Linked DNA regions of Mus musculus: all the other regions are linked to region 1. A link is a contact called in public Hi-C and targeted proximity ligation data. All regions are on one chromosome and are shown on one strand. The core of a region is the stretch at or near the end of the contact, and the rest is flanking DNA. Distances in the headings are between cores, read along the strand shown.

The links. A called contact is a pair of places that touch in the nucleus more often than the background predicts.
Region 2: a contact with region 1 is called in a targeted proximity ligation map of bone marrow-derived macrophages, with 3 times the contacts expected there. A contact is called at or near these places in 1 of 39 promoter capture datasets (macrophages), 7 of 484 Hi-C or Micro-C datasets (DN3 thymocytes, the G1E-ER4 cell line, bone marrow-derived macrophages and 4 more), 15 of 130 datasets of targeted methods (the HPC-7 cell line, bone marrow-derived macrophages, differentiating embryonic stem cells and 10 more) and 2 of 9 other capture datasets (adipose tissue and liver).
Region 3: a Hi-C map of bone marrow-derived macrophages shows a contact between it and region 1, with 39 read pairs. A contact is called at or near these places in 1 of 39 promoter capture datasets (macrophages), 2 of 484 Hi-C or Micro-C datasets (bone marrow-derived macrophages and nephron progenitors), 4 of 130 datasets of targeted methods (the HPC-7 cell line, acute myeloid leukemia, bone marrow-derived macrophages and 1 more) and 4 of 9 other capture datasets (adipose tissue, liver, macrophages and 1 more).

Annotation. Positions count from the first base shown.
Region 1 is chr19:17,178,787-17,182,257 of GRCm38.p6, forward strand. It overlaps Prune2 (prune homolog 2), which reads left to right. Exons shown (of 20, transcript NM_181348.4): 11 at 4-204. Among named protein-coding and RNA genes, the nearest start is that of Gcnt1, 180 kb to the right of the region's middle.
Region 2 is chr19:17,354,871-17,358,341 of GRCm38.p6, forward strand. Gcnt1 (glucosaminyl (N-acetyl) transferase 1, core 2) reads right to left here and starts at 1,797. Exons shown (of 3, transcript NM_173442.5): 1 at 1,687-1,797.
Region 3 is chr19:17,333,292-17,336,762 of GRCm38.p6, forward strand. All of the region lies in intron 1 of Gcnt1 (glucosaminyl (N-acetyl) transferase 1, core 2), which reads right to left. Among named protein-coding and RNA genes, the nearest start is that of Gcnt1, 22 kb to the right of the region's middle.

The sequences.
Region 1 (3,471 bases), core at 720-3,219:
TAGAACCTCCCAATTCTCTGGATCTCAATGGCAGTCACCCTAGAAGAATCAAGCTCACAGCCCCAAATATCAACCTCTCTCTGGACCAAAGTGAAGGATCTATTCTCTCTGATGATAACCTAGACAGTCCGGATGAGATTGACATCAATGTGGATGAACTCGATACCCCTGATGAAGCAGACTCTTTTGAATATACTAACCATGGTAAGTTTCCTAGATAGTGAGGCCGACGTTGTGTAAATAAATGATCGTCTAGGTAACACTACAAGCAACTCTTTCATTGTTGTGCAGGTGGCTATTCTCTGTGACTCTAGAAGCTTCTGTTGGAATCTCCCACCGGGCTGTCCATGATTGGCAGTTTAGAGTGTGATAGAGTAGGTTTAATTCCCCCAGAAGTTACTCATTGGCAACTATTACCCTTTGGTGAAATCTCTACCCTATGCTACAATGTAGGAAAACTGAGGTTGTATGTACAAAGAAAGGGACTTGAATCTGGGTTGCAAAGTTTGGAGAGGAGAAACCAGAGTTTACAAATCCCTTTATACAAACTCTTGCAGTCTAGAGTGCTCACCTCCTCAGACCCCTCGAACCCTGATTAGGCATGTCTAGTTCAGTCTCTTTACAGGTGCCACCTCTTTGATGGGCCTTCTGTGATTTGTACTGTCCCCGATGTTCCCCACCCATGTGCTCCCACCCCCTCACACTCAATGCCAGGGTTCCTTTATTTTCTGCAATTCCTTTATTGAAACTGCTGCTTAGTGATTTGCTTACTTGTCTGATTGATATATTTACTGGATTCCCCTCCCCGCCCTAACCATCCTCCCCCCTCCCCCCGCTACAATGCACGCTTTCTCAGGGCAGAGACTTCTCAGCTGTTTCTTCAGTACAGAAGGAAGGAAGGAAGGATGGAGTGGGCAGGTCAGGGTAAAGACAAGGAAGGCAAAGAGAAGTCTCCACATTTAGGACTGACAGTCGTGGTGACTCCTGTAATCGACATTTGGCTTGTTCAGAAATGCAGATGAATACCAAGCATTTGCACCATAAAGCAGCATTGCCACCCCGGTTCCCCTTAAAGCTTTAAGTTCCATTTAAAGCTTAAATTTCTCTGAAATTGGAGTTGAAAACCACAGTGAAAGACTTTCAGCCACAACACCACCCTGCGCTGAAAAAAAAAAATATATAGACTTGAAAAGAAACACTTCCATAAAAAGACACTCTGGCTTTTTAGAGATGGGAAATCCCAATTCATAGGAAAATATGATTGAAAAAATTCATCAAGTTAAACCCAATGTCATTGAGCCACAGGGACGGTATCCATAATCACTTAGATTTACAGAGTTTACGCAGGTACAGGACTACTCCAAGGCTTCCTGTTTGTGCTGTGTTTTTGTCCTGGTCATGGTTTTCTGTAGGTTTCTGCATACATGTGGTCTGTAGTAGATACAGAGACAAGTATCTAAGGATGTGCAAGTCTTGCACGTGTACTATGCGTTTGTATAGAATCCACATACATCCTCCATATACTTTAAACCATCTCGAGATTAATCGTAGTACATAATATGACAGAAATGCATATTTGAGGAAATAATAAGAATGAAAAGCTTCTGTGCACATCCAGTACAGATGTAATCCCCCCCAAAAAATATTTAATTTCTGAAGTTGGCTGAATCTACTGATGTTGGAAGATGAGTGTAATAATCTGGATATTTGATCCTACAGTTAAAAATACACAAATATAAAGTAAGAGATACCTTGAATTCATTTATCTCTGCCACCTCAGTCTTCCCAAGATACTCCATCCAACCCATCTGCTCTCGCCCACTCCTTCTATTCCAGCTGTCCCCTGGTGTCCCAGCTCTTCTTGCTAATCTACTGACTTGAAATCACACTGAAGACAGCTATGGCTGGTCCCTCCCTCCCCTTGCCTTTTGCTCTGCTGTCTCTGTGGAGAGCTTTGTCACACCACATCTGAGCGTTATATTTATAAATAGTAAATCTGTCAAGCAAAGTGGTGGTGCCCGAGCTAGCTGGTAATTAAAGCTGCCACTTGCTGACATGGCTCTTTTATTTAGTTGAGATTGTCACGTTGAAAGAGGCAATTTAATGACCTCAGTTGTTCTAGGTCTTAAACCTACAGAGTTGGATTTTATTATATGCTGAACTCCAAAATTCACTTTGATTTCAAACAAAAGGTGCATAGCTAAACACGATTATAAACAAATAAATAAGCAAGACAAAACATTAACTACCAAAAACACAGAGTTTGTGTAAATAGCTGTATTCTGTACAGCAGACATGGATAACCACTGGATAGGAAGATTGGAATATAAATATATTTAAGCCTAGTATATGAAGTAAGTGCTTAAAAAGCTCCCTGTCTTCAGAATTTTCAGGTAAGCAATGAATAAGAATCTGGACGATGTTTCTTATTCATTCATCCTAGTTAGGGATTTGTTTTTTTTTTTAGGCAAGGTTAAGTGATAAGATTTCAGGTGTACTACCAGCCTGACTATCAAATACTTTCAAGTATTTCAAAAGTGGCAATAACTTTTTTTTTTTTTGCTAAATGGACAATTTTATAATGTTTACTGTATTTTATAGGATATATCCCAAGTATTTTAGAGATAATTCCTCTAAGTTCATGTTTCCTCTGTAAAACAGACTGCTTTCTCCCACTGACGATGAAAACACAGAGACATGGGAGTTACATGGTCTGTGAATGTCACACAGTTGTAAGTGCCTGTATGTAAAGTTACATAGCATCTGTAGTGGTCTGAATAAAAGTGGCCCACATAGTCTCATAGGGAGTGGTGCTACTAGGAGGTGTAGCTTTGTTGGGGTAGGTGTAGCTTTGTTGGAGGAATTATGTCACCATAAGGATGGGCTTTGAGGTCTCAGACACTCAGGCCAGGCCTAGTGGTTCAGTTGCTCTTCCAGCTTCCTGCTGCTGATCCAAATGTAGAATTCCCAGCTACCGCTCTAACACCATGTCTACCTGTGGGCTACTATGCTTTCCTCCATGATGATAGTGGACTAAACCACTGGGTGTGTAAGCCCCAGTTAAATGTTTTTCTTCATGGTGTCTCTTCACAGCAATAGAAACCATAACTAAGACAACATTTTAAGAAAAAGCGTTGTGTTGGCAGCTTGTTCATGCTGCTTTCCTGTCTCAGTATGCTGACTAAGGAATGGGGTGGGTTGAGATCTTTTACTAAGTTGAGCCTGCATACAGAAAACAAGATGTGAAAGTTCACATTTGCATGTTTGCTTCTGTAGGCCACATTGTTGCTTTAAAAATCTATCCTTTAGATACTCCAGAATTTTCCCACAAGTCCCTCTTCTATTTAGCAGCTGATGACCAAATGCTTTTCCAGGGTATTTGCCTAACATTGCCAATTTTCTTATGGAAAGACAATTTAATCTCTCCATTGAAAGACCTCAGTTTGTTCCCTTCCAATCAGTTTTCCTTTA
Region 2 (3,471 bases), core at 547-3,046, 180 kb after region 1:
GGGTATTTGACGTCCTGACCGAGAACTGTAAGCACATTGCTCATTTGTTAATATGAATACTAAAAATAGACCCAGGGATCCTTATCTGTCCATACACAAGGCTGCATTACTCAGTGCAGCTGAAATACTACACAGTCCGTAGCAAACAGCAGGTGTGCTACATATGCCTGAAATTCCAGCACTCAGGAAGCCGATCCAGACTCTGATGACAGCCTGAGCTGCACAGTGAGAACCTGTCTCCAACCAACTAACAGAAAACTGCCTCTGACATTCAGGAAAGACTTTCCAACAGTACTAACTTTTTTTCCTACCACCTAATTTCCTAATTAGCCATTGCTAAGAAAGCTAGATTTCCTCCCTTTAAAACCTGAAAAAGAAAGGAAGATGGAAGGAAGGAAAGAAGGAAGAAGGAAGGAAAAAGGAAAGCAGAGATACCTGTAGCTTTCCATCTTTCCAGAACTGAAACCTTCTTCCAATCCTCTGCAGAGGGGTCCCTGTCTACTAACAGATAATTTACTCTGATCTTTAAAACAAAACAAAACAAAACAAAACTGTCTACCCCTCCTCTTCCTTTCCAGAAGACAAACCCGCCTTTCAGAACAGCTCTAAATAGGGGCAGCAGGCCAGAGGAAGAAATCATATTGCTCCCCCACCACCACTCACCAAATTCAGGTCACAGCCCCACCCACCCTCCTTCTCAAGTCAACGCACCAGTGCTCTCTCTGAACACTACCTCCTACCTACCAGTTTGCCTCTAGCTCCATTATTTGTAACAAAGCAGTTCTCTTCTGCAGCGAAAAGGAAAGATAAAGAGTACACACCAAGCTGACACTTGTTTTTTTTTGCAGAGCCAAGCTCGGATCCTCCACTGGAGGATCCTCCACAGTTGCACGGGGAAAGGGGTTGCATTTTTTTATTCTGCACTGAAAGAACTAAGACTGGGAGCAGCTATGCGCATGAGATGGACTTCTTCTCACTCTTGAGGTGTGATGGCGCTCATCTTTAACCTTGGTAGACAGAAGCAGGAAGATCTCTTTGAGTTCGAAGCCACATGAAAGAGAGAAGGAATGAAGGAGGGAGGGAGGAAGGCAGAAAAAAAAAAGAAAAGAAAAAGTAATAACCCAAGAAAAAGCAAAAACTAAAGAACTAACATGTCTAAGAAGAATTACCCGTTTTTGTAACAGACCTGCAGCCCAAGGCAAGAGGAAGAGCGGCGACTGCTTGGACCCCAAACTGGCCAGTCTGTTTGCAATCACCCTAAAGTAGTCATTCTCTGCCCCAGCGTCGGCTTCTCGGTCGGCGCTCTAACAGGGAGTCACAAACGTCTCTACACTGGCCTGTGGCCTTACGAAGTTTAAGTCTTTGGCGCCCAAGACACCGTTCGTCTCTACTTTTCATGCCTGCAACCAACCCTGATTTCTAAGCCCTCACTCATTGCACCAGTCCGGGAAAGAGTGGTCAGAAAGTGACTTCTAGATGCCACGTGTGTATCCGCGTCCCACCGAAGGACCGGAAGGAGAGTGCTAAGAGGACTCCTGCTCCATCCTAGCCGGGTTCCCGAACCAAGCGCCCTCTCCCTGCTCCAGCACCACTGCCTCCTTGGTGCAGCCCGTCCCGCCCGTTAGATCCGGTTCGGTGCTGTCCAACTCTGCCGGGCAACCCCACCGCTGGCCCAGCCTAGGTTACCTGGAGCCTGTGCCTGCAGGGCGCACGAAACAGTGCTGGATCGGCTCGCCAAGCGGATACTGGCGCGCTCAGCCTTCTGCGCTCCAGACCTCCGAGCCAGCGCCACGCCCTAGGACCCACCCTCGAGACCACGCCCCCAGGCCCACCCTTAAGACCACGCCCCCGGTTCCACTTCGCCCACCTGCGGCCACCGCTCGAGGTGAGGGCGCCCTCTGGGAGTTGCAGTTGTCCGGGAAGAAAACTAGAATCCAAACTTCCTCTTGCTTCCTAAGAATTCTTGGTTCTCTGGGCCAAGGACAAGCTACCTGGATGGGATCTTTTAAGAACTTTTATGTCTTCTTCCTCTGAAGCAGGAAATGTGCCAACTGTTGTCCTGTCTGATCTTAAAAATAAGTAAAAAGTTAAAATGCCCAACGTGTTTATACTGCATCAACTTTAGAGTCGCCCATGCCTTATCATTTTCTAGATAAACCTTGTATCTCATTTTGTGTTACCAGAATGTCAGAATTTATTGAATAACCAATATATTCACAAGCAATGTCAGTTTTTTGGTTGCAGCTTGCCAAGTAATCCTGATTTTACTTGAAAGCTGGTTCCTCTTTCGCACTTTAATTCGTAGTACTAACTCACTTTACACGTTATGCTTTACATAGTAAACAATACACAAATATACAGATTAGAGAAACTACAAGTTTGCAAGCATGTGGGTCTCAGGTGAGCATGCTTAGTGCCCCTCAAGGATAGAAGACATTATCCGTGGGAGTGTAGAAAGCAAGGCTGAGCTGTCTTGGAAGCACCAATCTGTGAAATTCACCCTCTTGGGCTGTAGATCTGAAGAGGTTGCCCCAAGGACTGCCCGCAACAGAACAGAACAGGAGATAGTGGTGTCTACTGAGTGGAACAATAACACCCCAGTTCATGCCAACTCCAGCCCCATGTGTCCTTTCTGCTAAGCTTGGCCCCTTCCTCTCTTCTATTCTAGGGGTTGACTCTTGGAAGATTGCTTTGTTTGCCTTGTCCCTGTTCCCTGCCCCTCCCCCTTTCCCTGGAGTCTTCCAGGGGAAAGCAACATCAGCTCTGGCCACCTGCAGAAACAATGAACTGGGAGTTAATGATTCCTTCCTTCAACCTCGACCCTTTCCTTAAGAGATTTCCCCTCCAGTGACAGTTTTCGCTCTCTTGCTCTAATTTTATGCAGAAAAGTAATGTTATAATGCATTCTAAGTTTAATTCCATTATTATTTTATGTGCATGGATGTGTTGTGTGTCTGTATGTTCATCACATGCATACAGTGCCCTCTGAGGCCATTGGTCCTCTCAAACTGGAGTTACAGATGGCTGTGAGTCTCCCTGCGGGTGGTAGAAATTGAACTGGGATCATCTAGAAGACCAGCCACACTTCCAGCTCCTTTTATAGTGGATTATGTGTTAGGTCTAGAACAGAGAAAGGACATGAGCCCTTTCCCACATGAGGTTTATGATTTATTTTGTCATGCACACGGAATGTCAGGATGTGACATCTGAACGTCAGCCTGTCATTTGTTTTCATGAGAAAGAGCTGTCTCCCCCATCCTTTCTGGACTAATCTGCCCTGCAGAGGTTTATCCTATGTAGTTTAAGTGTGTTTTGAGCTGTCAATATCTATAAGAATCACACACACACACACACACACACACACACACACCTCTTCCTTTTCCGTTGTGTTGTTTTCTGTTTGTTTGGTTTCAGTTGGGTACTGTAATGGAAACCAGGGACTTAGGCATGTTAAGCAAATGCTTTGATTAT
Region 3 (3,471 bases), core at 535-3,034, 150 kb after region 1:
ATGGTGTGTGCGCTTGCCGTATGCACACCACGAGAAAGCAGCTATTCCAGTGTGTTTACCCAACACCCCCTCCATCAAATATGTGGCTTGCCCAGGCCTCTACAGTCTTACTCTTTTTCTAATTCTATGTTTGTGGGATTTAGGTTAAACTCTTTTTCTTATTTTCTCTCTTCCTCCTCCTTTGAGATTCAAACCAAAGACCTAATGTATGCTAAATAAGCTGCATGGGATAAGCTTTCCAAGATAAACTCCAACAACATTCCCAAAATGAGTGCTAGGGAAGAGATTAACCGGCTAATCTAACTGGAAAATCCCACCCACTTTGTCCTCTCTATGAAGGCTCCCATGCTCACCAACATGTCAGCAACAACCTCACAGGTGAGTAGGCTGTTCACGTCATTACCAATACTTGAAGATTGTACTACTAACATATCAACAATGGGGTGGGGGTGGGGGTGCCTTGAGAGATGGCTTGCTGCTCTTCCAGCTGATTTGTTTGGTTCCCAGCAACCATGCCAACTGGGTCAGGCTCCATATTCACACACAACCATACACAATAGACATAACTAAAGATAAAATAAATATTAACTTAAAAATATCAACAATAACCAATATTCCTCTAAGTAACCCTTGCCCCTTTTTAGTTTCGGGAAGAAGAAAAAGAGCAGTCATTAGCAGATCAGGAAGTTAACTGGACAGAGACTTCCCCCTTTCCTTTTCTCTTTCTGAGGCAAAGTCTCACTGTGCAACCAAGTCCTGTGAATCTGTAATCCTCCAGCCTTTGTCTCTAGGGTGCTGGGATTACAGAGCTGATTAGAGACTTGAGTGGCTTCTCACAACAATACGAACCTCTTTCAAAAAAAAAGGCACTAAATAAATCCGATTTCCAGAGTCAACACTATATCACAAAATGCACAGCTACAACAACAAACACAAGACATGAAAAGAAACCCAAAACTTTGCCCCATACATAGGGGGAAAATGGTCAATCCTATCCCCAAAAGCAATTAGGCACTTGTCTTAAGCGACTAACTACTATCCATCCATTCAAACAAAACAGACTAAATAACTACTATACATCCATTCAAACAAAACAGACTAAATAACTACTATACATCCATTCAAACAACTTAAGAATTAAACAAAATTATGAGATAGCTAACCAAATTGAGACATTGAGACTGGCAGTAAAAAAAAGCATGGCACAGTGAGTCTATGAGACCCAAGTGACAACATGAAAAGCAAGTGTCTGGAAATGTGGGTAGGGGACTCCCAGAAGAAAAGAACAAAGAAAGAAGGACATGGAAAGAAATGTTTAATAATGATCGAAAAGCTGTATTCAAAATTGCCAAAATTTGGACATACGCTGTGCTTCGGTAAGTAAATAGATAAACATACTGAGGTATACCATAACTAAGAGCAATGAGTTCACAGCTCAGAGACTGTAAAGTGGAAATACGCACAGCCAAGACATAAAGACCTGGAGAGGACGTTCCTGTCACAGTTAAGCTGAGCTCAGCAATAGTTCCCACAGTGTGAGCGTCTTAAGCAGGGAGCCTATACAACTGATGTTTGGGTGGGATCATTCCTAGGCTCAGTGTAAGGTCATGGAGACAACAGTGGTGGCCGGAGCACTTCTGGACATGCTTAGCAAGTGTTGGCTGGGAACAAAGAAGATGTTCTAAGAGTGCATTCACAGGAGGCGCCTCCTCAGAGAGCCAGCCTCACTTGCTGGCTAACATACACGCAACAGCGACACATGACGGATTGACTAAAGGAAGTTGGTTATCTCAGCGCCACAGAAAGAAACCACTTGGAAGAGATTACAAACTGAGTCATGCCAAGTGCTTGGTGTTCTGGAAAAGAAAAAAACTTTAGAGAGAGTACTAAGATCAATATTTGTCAGAGGTGTGGAAGAAGTGGGGAGGACAAGTAAGTGCGCCTTGTTAACAACCAGAGACATTTCCCCATGTCATTGTGGCTAAGAGACATTACACAACCCCTGGGGATGATCAGCATCAGGGTGCAAGCTCACCAGTTGAGCACTTGTCCGGTATCCATGAGGCGCGGGTTTAATCCTCAGTGTTGAAGAAAAGGGTGGGGGTGGAGTTATATTAGTTATAACAAATATACCATGCCGGGGTGAATCCCAGCCACAGCAGACAGAAAGGACGAGCAATATTTACGCTATGGGTCTTCAAAAGGTTCAGGGATTGGTGGAGGCTGGTGCACCTTTCAAGAGGTTTGGAAGCTGTTTATAAAACACTTCGATCTCAAGCCTGGCCAAGATCCAAGGTTTCCTTTTTGCAGAAGTGCCTCAGGAAAGATGTGTAGGCTCCCCAGCAAAAGCCAGAGGGGCCCAAGCACGTGGAATAGATCTCATTCTAGCTCATGTGTTTGCCCTATCAGTGCCTGGAAATTTGGTTACCAATGCAAGGCAGTTTATTTACTGGGAAATCTAGATTTATAGACAATGAGACTTAAAATATTTCTCTTAACAGTGAACACCTCAAAGGAAAAAGACTTTAGGAAGCAGAAAACTACAGTCAGCATCCTCTCTCCTCAAAAAATAAATAGATGATAGGGTTAGTGAGAAGACACGGCAGATAAAGGTGTGCACTACCAAGCTCGACAATCCCTGGTCCCCTGGCACATGGTGGGAGGAGAAAACTGCTGACCTCCACACATGCACCACGACTCATGCAGGAGGTATACACACACACACACACACACACACACACACACACACACACACACAAACCTTAAACAAACAAGGAAAGTTGGAAAACAAAAACTGTGAGGTAGATTATATTGTCAGAAGGCTGCTAGAACAGTACTATCCTATGGTCTTCCATAAGTGACTTTGTCAGCCCACAGTTATCCCTGCAAACTCCCCCCCCCACACACAATTGACTATGTTGACCAATAGAGTTTGGCAGGAATGATACTGAGCACCGATGTCAGCCCATGTAGGAACATGCAGCTTCCATCCCGCTGCCTTGGAAAATGGGCAGTTTCTCCAGAATCTTCTTTCAAAATGGATTCCATGCTATGAGAAGAAGAAAAGGAAGAAATCAGAGCGTGGGACCCCAGCCATCAGCTCCAGTTGTTACAGGTGTCAGAAGCAAATGGATAAATCATCAGATGACTATCACTGTCACCATGGTCTTAACTGAACCCTGGAGCGTGTGAATGAAGAATAAAACAGACGGGGCTGCAGTCGAGGCGGTTTTCCTACAGCAATAGGTTAGTAGAACAAACAGGAAACCACAGAACACCTAGCAAATAAAAATATGCTCTTGAACATTAATGACATGGCAGCAAAAATGAGAACCCTCAATAGAAAGGGTAGAAGGAGCTATATAGACAAAACGATTCATGGAACAGCATGGGAAACATAGGAGTCTTACACAGCATAAGCAGAGACTCCCTACCAGAGTCAATGGAACCTGAGTAGAAGAAAGCACACTT